Linked DNA regions of Mus musculus: regions 1 and 3 are each linked to region 2. Evidence: chromatin contacts called from public ChIA-PET and HiChIP or PLAC-seq data. All regions are on one chromosome and are shown on one strand. Each heading gives the region's core, a stretch centred on a gene start, on an enhancer-like site or on the middle of the called end of the contact. The rest is flanking DNA. Distances are from core to core; before and after follow the strand shown. Region 1 overlaps Itpr1 (inositol 1,4,5-trisphosphate receptor 1). Region 2 holds the start of Arl8b (ADP-ribosylation factor-like 8B). Region 3 overlaps Itpr1 (inositol 1,4,5-trisphosphate receptor 1).

Evidence for each region. ChIA-PET counts read pairs in DNA pulled down with a chosen protein or histone mark. HiChIP or PLAC-seq counts read pairs in DNA pulled down with a chosen protein or histone mark.
Region 1: a contact with region 2 is called in an HNF4G HiChIP or PLAC-seq map of pancreatic cancer cells. The contact joins the enhancer-like site here to the promoter of Arl8b in region 2. A contact is called at or near these places in 4 of 115 datasets of contacts at active chromatin or transcription factors (bone marrow-derived macrophages, embryonic stem cells, pancreatic cancer cells and 1 more) and 3 of 9 other capture datasets (adipose tissue, embryonic stem cells and liver).
Region 3: an RNA polymerase II ChIA-PET map of memory CD8 T cells shows a contact between it and region 2, with 67 read pairs. The contact joins the enhancer-like site here to the promoter of Arl8b in region 2. A contact is called at or near these places in 6 of 115 datasets of contacts at active chromatin or transcription factors (the SCID.adh cell line, effector CD8 T cells, embryonic stem cells and 3 more) and 2 of 9 other capture datasets (adipose tissue and liver).

The regions. Positions count from the first base shown.
Region 1 is chr6:108,443,460-108,446,159 of GRCm38.p6, forward strand. The region is part of intron 44 of Itpr1 (inositol 1,4,5-trisphosphate receptor 1); the gene reads left to right. Among named protein-coding and RNA genes, the nearest start is that of Gm35165, 28 kb to the right of the region's middle. Within about 2 kb of position 1,297, at least 102 of the 459 cell types and tissues checked have an H3K27ac peak or open chromatin away from gene starts, as enhancers often do. A contact at or near this core is called in adipose tissue, bone marrow-derived macrophages, liver and 1 more, where this site is marked.
Region 2 is chr6:108,781,710-108,784,656 of GRCm38.p6, forward strand. Arl8b (ADP-ribosylation factor-like 8B) reads left to right here and starts at 1,350. Exons shown (of 7, transcript NM_026011.3): 1 at 1,350-1,668. The coding sequence starts at 1,546.
Region 3 is chr6:108,464,884-108,467,821 of GRCm38.p6, forward strand. All of the region lies in intron 44 of Itpr1 (inositol 1,4,5-trisphosphate receptor 1), which reads left to right. All of the region lies in intron 2 of Gm35165 (a long non-coding RNA gene), which reads right to left. Among named protein-coding and RNA genes, the nearest start is that of Gm35165, 6.3 kb to the right of the region's middle. Within about 2 kb of position 1,523, at least 72 of the 459 cell types and tissues checked have an H3K27ac peak or open chromatin away from gene starts, as enhancers often do. A contact at or near this core is called in the SCID.adh cell line, effector CD8 T cells and memory CD8 T cells, where this site is marked.

The DNA of each region.
Region 1 (2,700 bases), core at 47-2,546, 340 kb before region 2:
CTAAATATAGACAGAGACACTGTTTCAAAAACAAGAACAACAAAAAACCAATTTGGGGTAACCCCAGTCCATGGGAAGTAGATGAAGGAGGAGGGAGCATTCAGTGTAAACCGCTCCACCATAGCAAGTTTAAAGGCCATGAGCCCCGGCCTCACTAAAAACAGGCGCTAGTAATATAGCTCTTAACTCATGTGCACAAGGGCCTGGGTTCCGTCCTCCTCACTGAGGAGGAAAATAAAAAGATACAAATGTGCTAAGTAGCAAATCTGTAGTGTTAACAATGCACAGCTCGAGGATTGATACAGGTAATGAAACTGCAGGTTGTATGAGAGCTATTAAAACAGCTATTTTTTCTGCTGTTGCCATGGAAACAAAAATAAATGTATGTGGAGTATGGGTGGATTGGCTTCACTGTAGTAAGTTTTGTCCTGTCTATACATGCGTCACAATATCATGTTGCATACCTTAGGTATACACAATGAAATTTATTTCTTGAAAAGGTTATATAGCAATGATATGGGGATGAGGTAGTAAGCCCCACCTTCTGATGACTCCGAGAACAACAATACTAGCTAAGGAAAGGATCTATAGGGGGCACAGGGGAGCCAACTGCATGCTAGAAAAACCTTCTTTATCTTTGTGTAGGTGACAGTTATGTGATTGTGTACATGGTTACACACTGAGCTCGAGGTGTGTTTTAACAAGTGATAAAGGAGGGGGGGAGGGAGAGAGGGAGGGAGGGAGGGAGAGAGAGAGAGAGAGGGAGGGAGAGAGAGAGAGAGAGAGAGAGAGAGAGAGAGAGAGAGAGAGAGAGAGAACGAGCCTAGACCTTGTTGGGACCCTGATGCAAGAGAGAAGAGGGATAGACTGCAGTGGGTGAAACTGACACCCTCTGCTGGGGCCAAGTCTGGACCCTGAGACTGAGCTGGCAAACTGAGTCCAGCTGAGAGGAGGGCAGACGTCCCTGCTGTCTCTGGAGGCTTTCTGTCCCAGGAATGAATAGATGCTCTGAGCCACCACGGGTGAGGGAATAAGGAAGCGTGGGGTGGCTCACAGGGATGAGACTGGCTCACTGCTGAGGTGGAATCTGGGGTTCTGGCAAGACGCCCTGTTTCTCAGAGCATCCGTCCTGACAGTGATGGAGAGGCAGACAGAAGCTGTTTTTCCTTGCAGCTCTTTATCTTATTCAGGAATTATGAATATTAGCTCCGTGTTTTCACACACTCATGACTCATGTGCTTTGTCGGAAGATGAGATGCTGCAATGAGGTCTGGTCAGCCACTCCTGATAGAAGCACTTTCTTTCTCTCCCTCTCCAGGGAACCAGGACACCAATGAGTAACTGGATCGGGTGTGGATAAGCTGTAGGCTTTAGCCAGTATGCGTGGACATAGCCTTCAGGTTCTAGCTTATGCTCCCTCTGCCTCACCCCTTTCTGAGACGACCAGGACCCCAGTCTGACCCACTACATGGTATCAGGCCTATGGTTCCAGGGACTGTTCTTCTAGCATGGAGTTGCCTTGAGAGATTCCTGCTTTGCCCCAAGCTTCTTTTCTCTGGAGGAAATAATTTAGAGCTAGGGTTGTGTCTGGGACCAGCTGAGGACAGGAACCCTAAAGACCCAGGGAAGGTGACTCAGAGTTTGGTCTTGCTGGCGAGAAGCCGGTTTAAAGTAGTAAATGACCAGCTGGGAGGCAAGTCTGCCCTCAGTTAGAACCGAAGTGGTGGTTATTAATGATTGCTGAAATAAACGCTGTGATCCATGAAAGACAGGGTCATCCTAACTGGAACTCACTGCCCATTACCACTTCCTGTTCTGTATGACGTGCACGTTCTCATGAAGGACAGCGTGCTGTGGCCAGATGGGTTTCCTGCTTTGTTCTTGCCAGTGCAGGTTGTCAGAAGGACAGCAGAGAGATACAGGCAGGGCTGTGTTTTAGGCTTGTGTTTAGAGTGCCATCGACCTACTCTGATTCGTTCACTGTCTTTATATCAAAAGGAAAGCAGCTTTCAAGTCCTGTATTGTGTGGGGTTCAAAATCTGTCTTTCAGTTCACGTTGCCCTGTCTGTTGTGTCAGCGAGCAGACAGGGACTTCTGAACCCTCGCAGCTTTAAAGCAAGACTTTTGTTTGTTTGAAGTCATATTAGCTGTTTAGTTATTTCCATGGGGAGTCCATTTCTGAAGTCATGAAAATAATTATTAAAAAATAGTAATGATTGGACAAGTGAGCCATAGGATGACACCCGTGTAGCAGGTACTCGGCAATGAAAGTATGCTAAGCCGGTAAGCAGTCAGTAGCTAGGTCCATCTCACACACACTAGGCTGAATGAAAGAAGTCAGTGAGTGTACAGACAGCAACACACTCTAAATTGTATCTATCTGGTTCTTTGGAAAGACAAATGGTGATGAAGACCAGATCGGCCCACAGGGTCAGGGGTCACAGGAGGATTTGGTCAAGTGTAGGAGCACAGGGGAGTATTTGGGGGCATAGGGGTGTTGTGTGTCTTCCTTTCCTGGCAGTCACACAACTTTATATGTGTGTGAAAAATCTATCCAACTGAATACCCAAAGAGACAGTTTGGTAGCATGTGTCAATTGTAAAAATTAGGAGAAGTGAAAAAGATAGGCCTAGTGAAAGGGCCACAGCCAGCTAGCATCCAGCTTGGCTTCCGAGGCTTCCTCTGCAGGATTCCCTTTCA
Region 2 (2,947 bases), core at 100-2,599:
GCAAGTAGTAGACTGGTAGCCCCACTCCATCAAACTGCAAGGTCACAACATCCAGCAGAGATGACTAGAGTAGCTGATGGAGAGAGCTAACAAAGAAAGCATCCATTAAGTTAGAGATTTACAAATATGAAGCAGAAATCAACTGGGGAAGTTGGGGCAGCCAGCTGGAGTTCCTTTTTAAAAATATATTTTCAGTTAAAATATAATTCCATCATTTCCCCCTCGCCCCAGGCACACCATCCTTCAAAGTCCAAACCACTTCACTGTCCTTCCCCATTCAGGGTCTTTTCCTGGAATGTGCTTCTACCAAACGTCAGCCTGCTTCTCCTTCTCACTTCCCTCAAGCCTTTCCACTCAGGACCACCTGACTTAAAGACAAGCAGGCCGGCTCCAGCTTCTTCTCTGTTCCTCTTCTTTATAGTGTTAAGTACCACGTGGCATTTTCTCGTTTGTTTGCTGTATATGTTCTGTTCTCCACACTGGACTGTAACCCGCAGGAGGGCAGGGATTTTGCTGTCACTAATGTTTTGCTGTGTTAGAAACAAACCCTGTGTCTTTCACATGCTGGGAAAGAAATTTTCCCTATTAATTAATTCATTTATTTATTCACTTTACATTCGGATCACTGCCTCTGCCCCATCCTCCCTTGAGCCCTAGTTAGACCCAGAGTGCTCCATACAGGCCAGGCAAGCATTCTACCACTGGGTTACATCCCCATCCCAGATTCTGATTTTTTTTTTTTTTTATTCCGTGTTCAATTCCTCCGAGTATTAACTTTTTCCTTCAGGGTACATTGCCAATGAACAATTATAGGAAAATTCAATCAAAAAGTGAACGAGGACCAACTCTTTGTTTTTTTTTAAAGATTATTATTATTTATGTGTTTCGTTGTGGGAGTATGCGCATATGTTTGCAGAATGTACAAGGTCAGAAAGCCCTAGATCTGGATCCCCCAGAGTTGAAGTTACAGGCTGATGAGGGCTGCCAGGTGTGGGTGCTGGGTCCTGAACTTGGGTCTTCTGAAAGAGCCTCAAGCACTTTTAACCACCGAGTCATTTCTGTAACCCCACCTTCTGTGTTTATTGAACTCTTGATCCTCCTGCCTCCACCTCTCAAGTACTGAAATTGTTGACATGCGTTTGCTGGGAGACCCATAATTTGGGGGGAAAAAAAAAAAGAAAGAAAGAAAAGAAAAGAGGAAAGGCATGTGACAAGTGAATTGGCACCAAGGCGAGGGAAGGGTGTGTCGTGGGATTCACCATCAGGTGGCGATGTCGCCGGAGGGCGCTGGGAGTCTACGGGACCGCGCCGCTCTTTCCGTGCGCTTCCGCGCCTGCGCTGGGCCAGGCGTGGGGGGGGTAGGGCGAGTCATATGACCCGCTGGGCTTCCTGGCTCCGGCCGTCGCTGCCGCCAGCCTCTGTCTGCCCGCGTCGCGCCAGGGGCCCCGCCGAAGAGCCGTTGGCGGGTTCGGGGCCGATACCCGCTCGTGGGAAAGAGTGTCCGCTGTCGTCCGCGCCCGTCCACGCTCGCAGCCGGCCGCCGCCATGCTGGCGCTCATCTCCCGCCTGCTGGACTGGTTCCGTTCGCTCTTCTGGAAGGAGGAGATGGAACTGACGCTCGTGGGGCTGCAGTACTCCGGCAAGACCACCTTCGTCAATGTCATCGCGGTGAGCAGCCCTCTGCGGGCGGCCTGGCCGGCGTCTCGCGCCTGTCACCTCCCCGAAGGCCGGGCCGGGCGATCCTGCGTGTGTGGGCCTCGGAGTTGTAGCCGGAGGGTCGGCAGCAGGAGGGTCAATTCCACGTTGCGTTTTGGTGGTGGTGGTGGGGGCTGTGCCTTTAACACGGCCTGGAAAGGGTTAATCCGAGTCTGCCACACTTGCTGCCTTTCGGGCCGTAGAGGCTGAAGGGTTAATTCCAACCTGTCACTTGTTCACCCGGACGGGTGAGCCTGGCCTTTTCCAGAACGCCTGCGAAGGGGACGCCTCTCCTAAGTCTCCACTTGGGACGATGGAGTCGCATTGTGAAAGCAGGCAACCCGTGTGGGCGCTTCTGTGAATGCCAGGGGGAGCCTCGGCGCCTCCAGTTCGCTTGGTCTTTGTCACTTGTCCATGGAGCGTCGGAGAGCAAACTGATGACCTAGCTTACTGGGGGAAGCTGTTGGAGAGACCATTCAGATCCCAGTATTTTCTAAGACAGGGAGCAAGGGCGAGGCGAGTCTCGGTTTCTCCACAGCTGATTGTGTTAAACGGGTAGATAGATGGATCTGCATTCAACATAAAGTTTGCAGGCTTTGGTCTTTAGAGAGATTTTTTTTTTTCTTCCCTCTTGCAGAAGGAATTTGTTTGGATTGGGACGTAGCTTATGGAGGCTCAGGGAAGTTGCCTAGTAAATATAATGTGAATTCGGTGGGAGAGTGGTCGTTGAGTTTTGCGTCTTTGATTGGTTGGGAAAGGAATGGGCGTGAATGTCAGTCTTTGGAGCCAAGGAGTCATTGCACAGTTTTAGGGCTGTACTTAGAGGGTTGAGCTTTACAATTGTTCTGATGAGAAGTGGCGGCAGTTCCTAGACCTTCAAGAGGATTGTTGCAATCCTCACACAGGAGACAGCTGAGCTGCCCGACTGGTTTGGCTACACACTGCCCTGGGAAAACCTAGGTAACGTGTGACTCAGTCCCTGTAGTAATAGAGCAACAGGCGTCAGAGAGAGGAGCGGAGGCTCAAATCTCTTTCGAAGATGGCTGAATATATAAGTGTAAGGAAACTTTCCCGAACTTCATGTTAGGCTCTTTCTATGTTGCCTCTACCCCGACCCCAAGAGAACAAGGCAGAACAGACTTTAGACTCTTTCATACTAGAACTTTTCTACAGGCTTCAAGCTGTTCATTTTCTGTTACCCTAGATAAGAATTGGAGTTTCCTCGGGACTCCTGTCCCTTGGGCAAGATCGA
Region 3 (2,938 bases), core at 273-2,772, 320 kb before region 2:
AGATGAGGAAGGTCTGTGCCTGCCACTCACTCGTTGTCCTGGCTGTGGATCCAGGTTACAGGAAAGGTATCTGTCTCCCGTGATGATTTTTACCCAAGACCTCAGGCCCGTGGTTTACTTAGGGTTGTTGCCTCTTATACTTAAAAATTTTTAAAAATATCTGGCACACTACAGTTATCTTCCCACTTTCTGTAGGTTGCTTCCTCTCTCTGTTGGATCATAACCTCAGGGCGCCTCTTGTCATAGCATAAGCCGGGCTGCATTTCTTTGCAATGTCTCTCTCGGGTGGAGGTAGCAGGTGGCCAACAGGTTAATTAAGCAACAATTCATTTCCAAGATGGACTAGCAGGTAGTTGTATTATTTTGATTTGAGACCTATCTCACAGGTTCGTCAGCACCCATGACACTCAGTCCAATATGGGAAAACTGACCACAAAACAAGGATTATAGAATAGGATGGATCATCAACTAGGACTCCGGTTATAATTAACCACAAGCTGCTGTGGTCATGGAGAACTGGACTGAGCAATGTCATAGTTTTGTTTCTATTGTTGGGATGAATGCCATGACACAAGGCAACTCAGAAAGGAAAAGGTTTATTTCATCCTACTCTTCCATGTCACAGTCCATCACGGAGGGAACCTGGTGGCAGAAACTGAAGCGGAAGTCATGATGGACTGTTCCTTATTGGCTTGATCTGTTTGTTTTTTATACACCCCAGTACCAATGTCCCAGAATGGCACTACCCACTGTGGGCTGGGCCCTCTAATATCCATCATCAATCAAGAAAATGATTCCCCTTAGGCAACCCCATCTGAGATTCCCTCTTAGGTGACTCTAGCTTGGGTCAAGTTGACAAACTAACCAACACAAGCAGTAAGGAGAGAGGGGTCTTCTTGTGCCCTTCACAAAATCCTTTTCCTGTGTGAGCTCACTTTCTTCATTTGTAAAACATGAAGCGGGGTAGCTAAAAGGGTATTTTGTAAATCTGTGAATTAGTTCCAAGAGCTTGTGTGGTTCTAATGCCACCTCAAAGCGATCCCGTCTGCCCAAGTCTCTCTTATATAAGGTGTCTGTGTATCGAATCGTATTTGGGGAGGGTTATTATGCTGGGCAAGACACTGGATCCTGCTGCTTTCGCCCAGCTCCAGCTATAGTAAGTAGCCTATGATCTTGCTTCTCTTCTCCTTTGTTCTGTTTTGAACCTTAGCTTATAATGGCTGTCGTCACCCCACCCCCTACCCATACCCTCCACCACTGCTTGGAGATGGCTGAGGCCGGCAGCCACTTCCTCACCCTACCCCTGACCCCACTTCCTTCCCTCAAGCATGTCATGTGCAAACCTGCCATACCTCGTGTCTCAACTTGGTGAACGTCTGCCCCCTGAACAAACCCCGTTTCCTCTACTTTTCTAGCCTCTGTTCATGTCTGCCCACCAAGGCTGTCTTCCTGTTGGGCAAGAGTTTTCTGTGGCACTGCCACAAGCCTCTGACCTCCCCTGACCCTAGCACGCTTGTGTGCAATGTGCTGGGTTTAGGAACAATGATATCTATCTTGGCGATCTCTTCAGGTGCTGATGAGACAGTATGTATTAAAAGGGTTTTGGCATCCATCGTGATTTGGAGATAACAGAAGGGTGAGGACAGGTCAGTAAGGGGCAGGCAGATGCCAGTTCCCTCGGGTGACCAGGGATGTTCTAGAAGTGGCCTCATACGTATGTTACCGAAGTTCCCTAGTATTCTGGAACCCAAACAGGCTTGTCTCTTCTATAATATGTGCAGATTTGAAGAGTGGAACTTGATTAGATTTTTTAATGTTTTTATACCTGTTGTATGGCTACAATAACAGATGACCATACACCTAGATGCTTTGGGTTACCAACTTAAGTATCTAACAAGTTAAACATGAATCTTTGTAGAGTAAAATCCAGGTGCCAGGGAGGCTGTGTTCACAAGCTGGAGGCTACAGGGTCCCTCCACTTACTGGCCATTCGCAGGTTCTTCTTACCTGAGCTCCCAGCCTCCTCCTTTAATCATAGCAGCAAGGAACTGACTTCTCCTACCTCCTAGCTACCTTCTTCCATGTTAAAAGGACCTTGTGATATCAACGGGCCCCTGTGGTGATCCAAAGTTGTGTCAGTGTTAAAGGTTGGAGAGTTAGCAGTCATCCCATCGGCTACATTACTTTCTGGTGTAAGGTGCAGTGCGCATTGTCAGGACCCAGGGATGAGCACGCGCATATTTGAGAAACCCACTGTTTACGACATCCATGCAACTGCCGCTCTCATCACGATGGTCCTTCACCCCAGAACATTATCTTATCCCCCTTTTTAACTGTACTTGCCATCATTAGCCACGGAGACTGCCGCCATTGACATTTCTATTGCCATCTGTGTTTCTTACCGTGAGCTAGCTTTATATTGAAGGGTTCGCTCACACCCAGACGGGTGGTACGGAGGAAAAGAGTCAAAAAAAGTAAAATCTCCCTGTGACAACTCTTGGCCTGGGGGAAGAGACAATTCACCGAAATAGGTTCAGTGAAGAAAGCAGGCGTAGGGCCAGGTAGTGCTGAGGCTATAGGGGCTGTGTACCTGTTTGTCCTCATCTTCAGCCCCACATGATGTGAAAAAACATACTGCTTCTCTCTTCTTAGTTACCTCAGAAAGAAGTTTGGTGAATGTGAATAGGCCTGTGAAGAGGGGAAAGGGCCCAGTCTCTTAATGTCTAGATCTCACCATGGAGGAGGCAAGTGAATGGCTCTAGCAGACTCCAGCAGGTTGTCCCAGAGCCCTGTGTGGCTCCATGTCTTTCTTGTCCACTTGGCACACCTTGTTGTGTTGTTGAAGGCTTCTTTACTCGATTCATCATCAATGCTCAGTCCTACCCTCACGGGAGATGCCTGGCCTCCTTCCAGAGACTGGATGTCTTCCAGCTGTCTT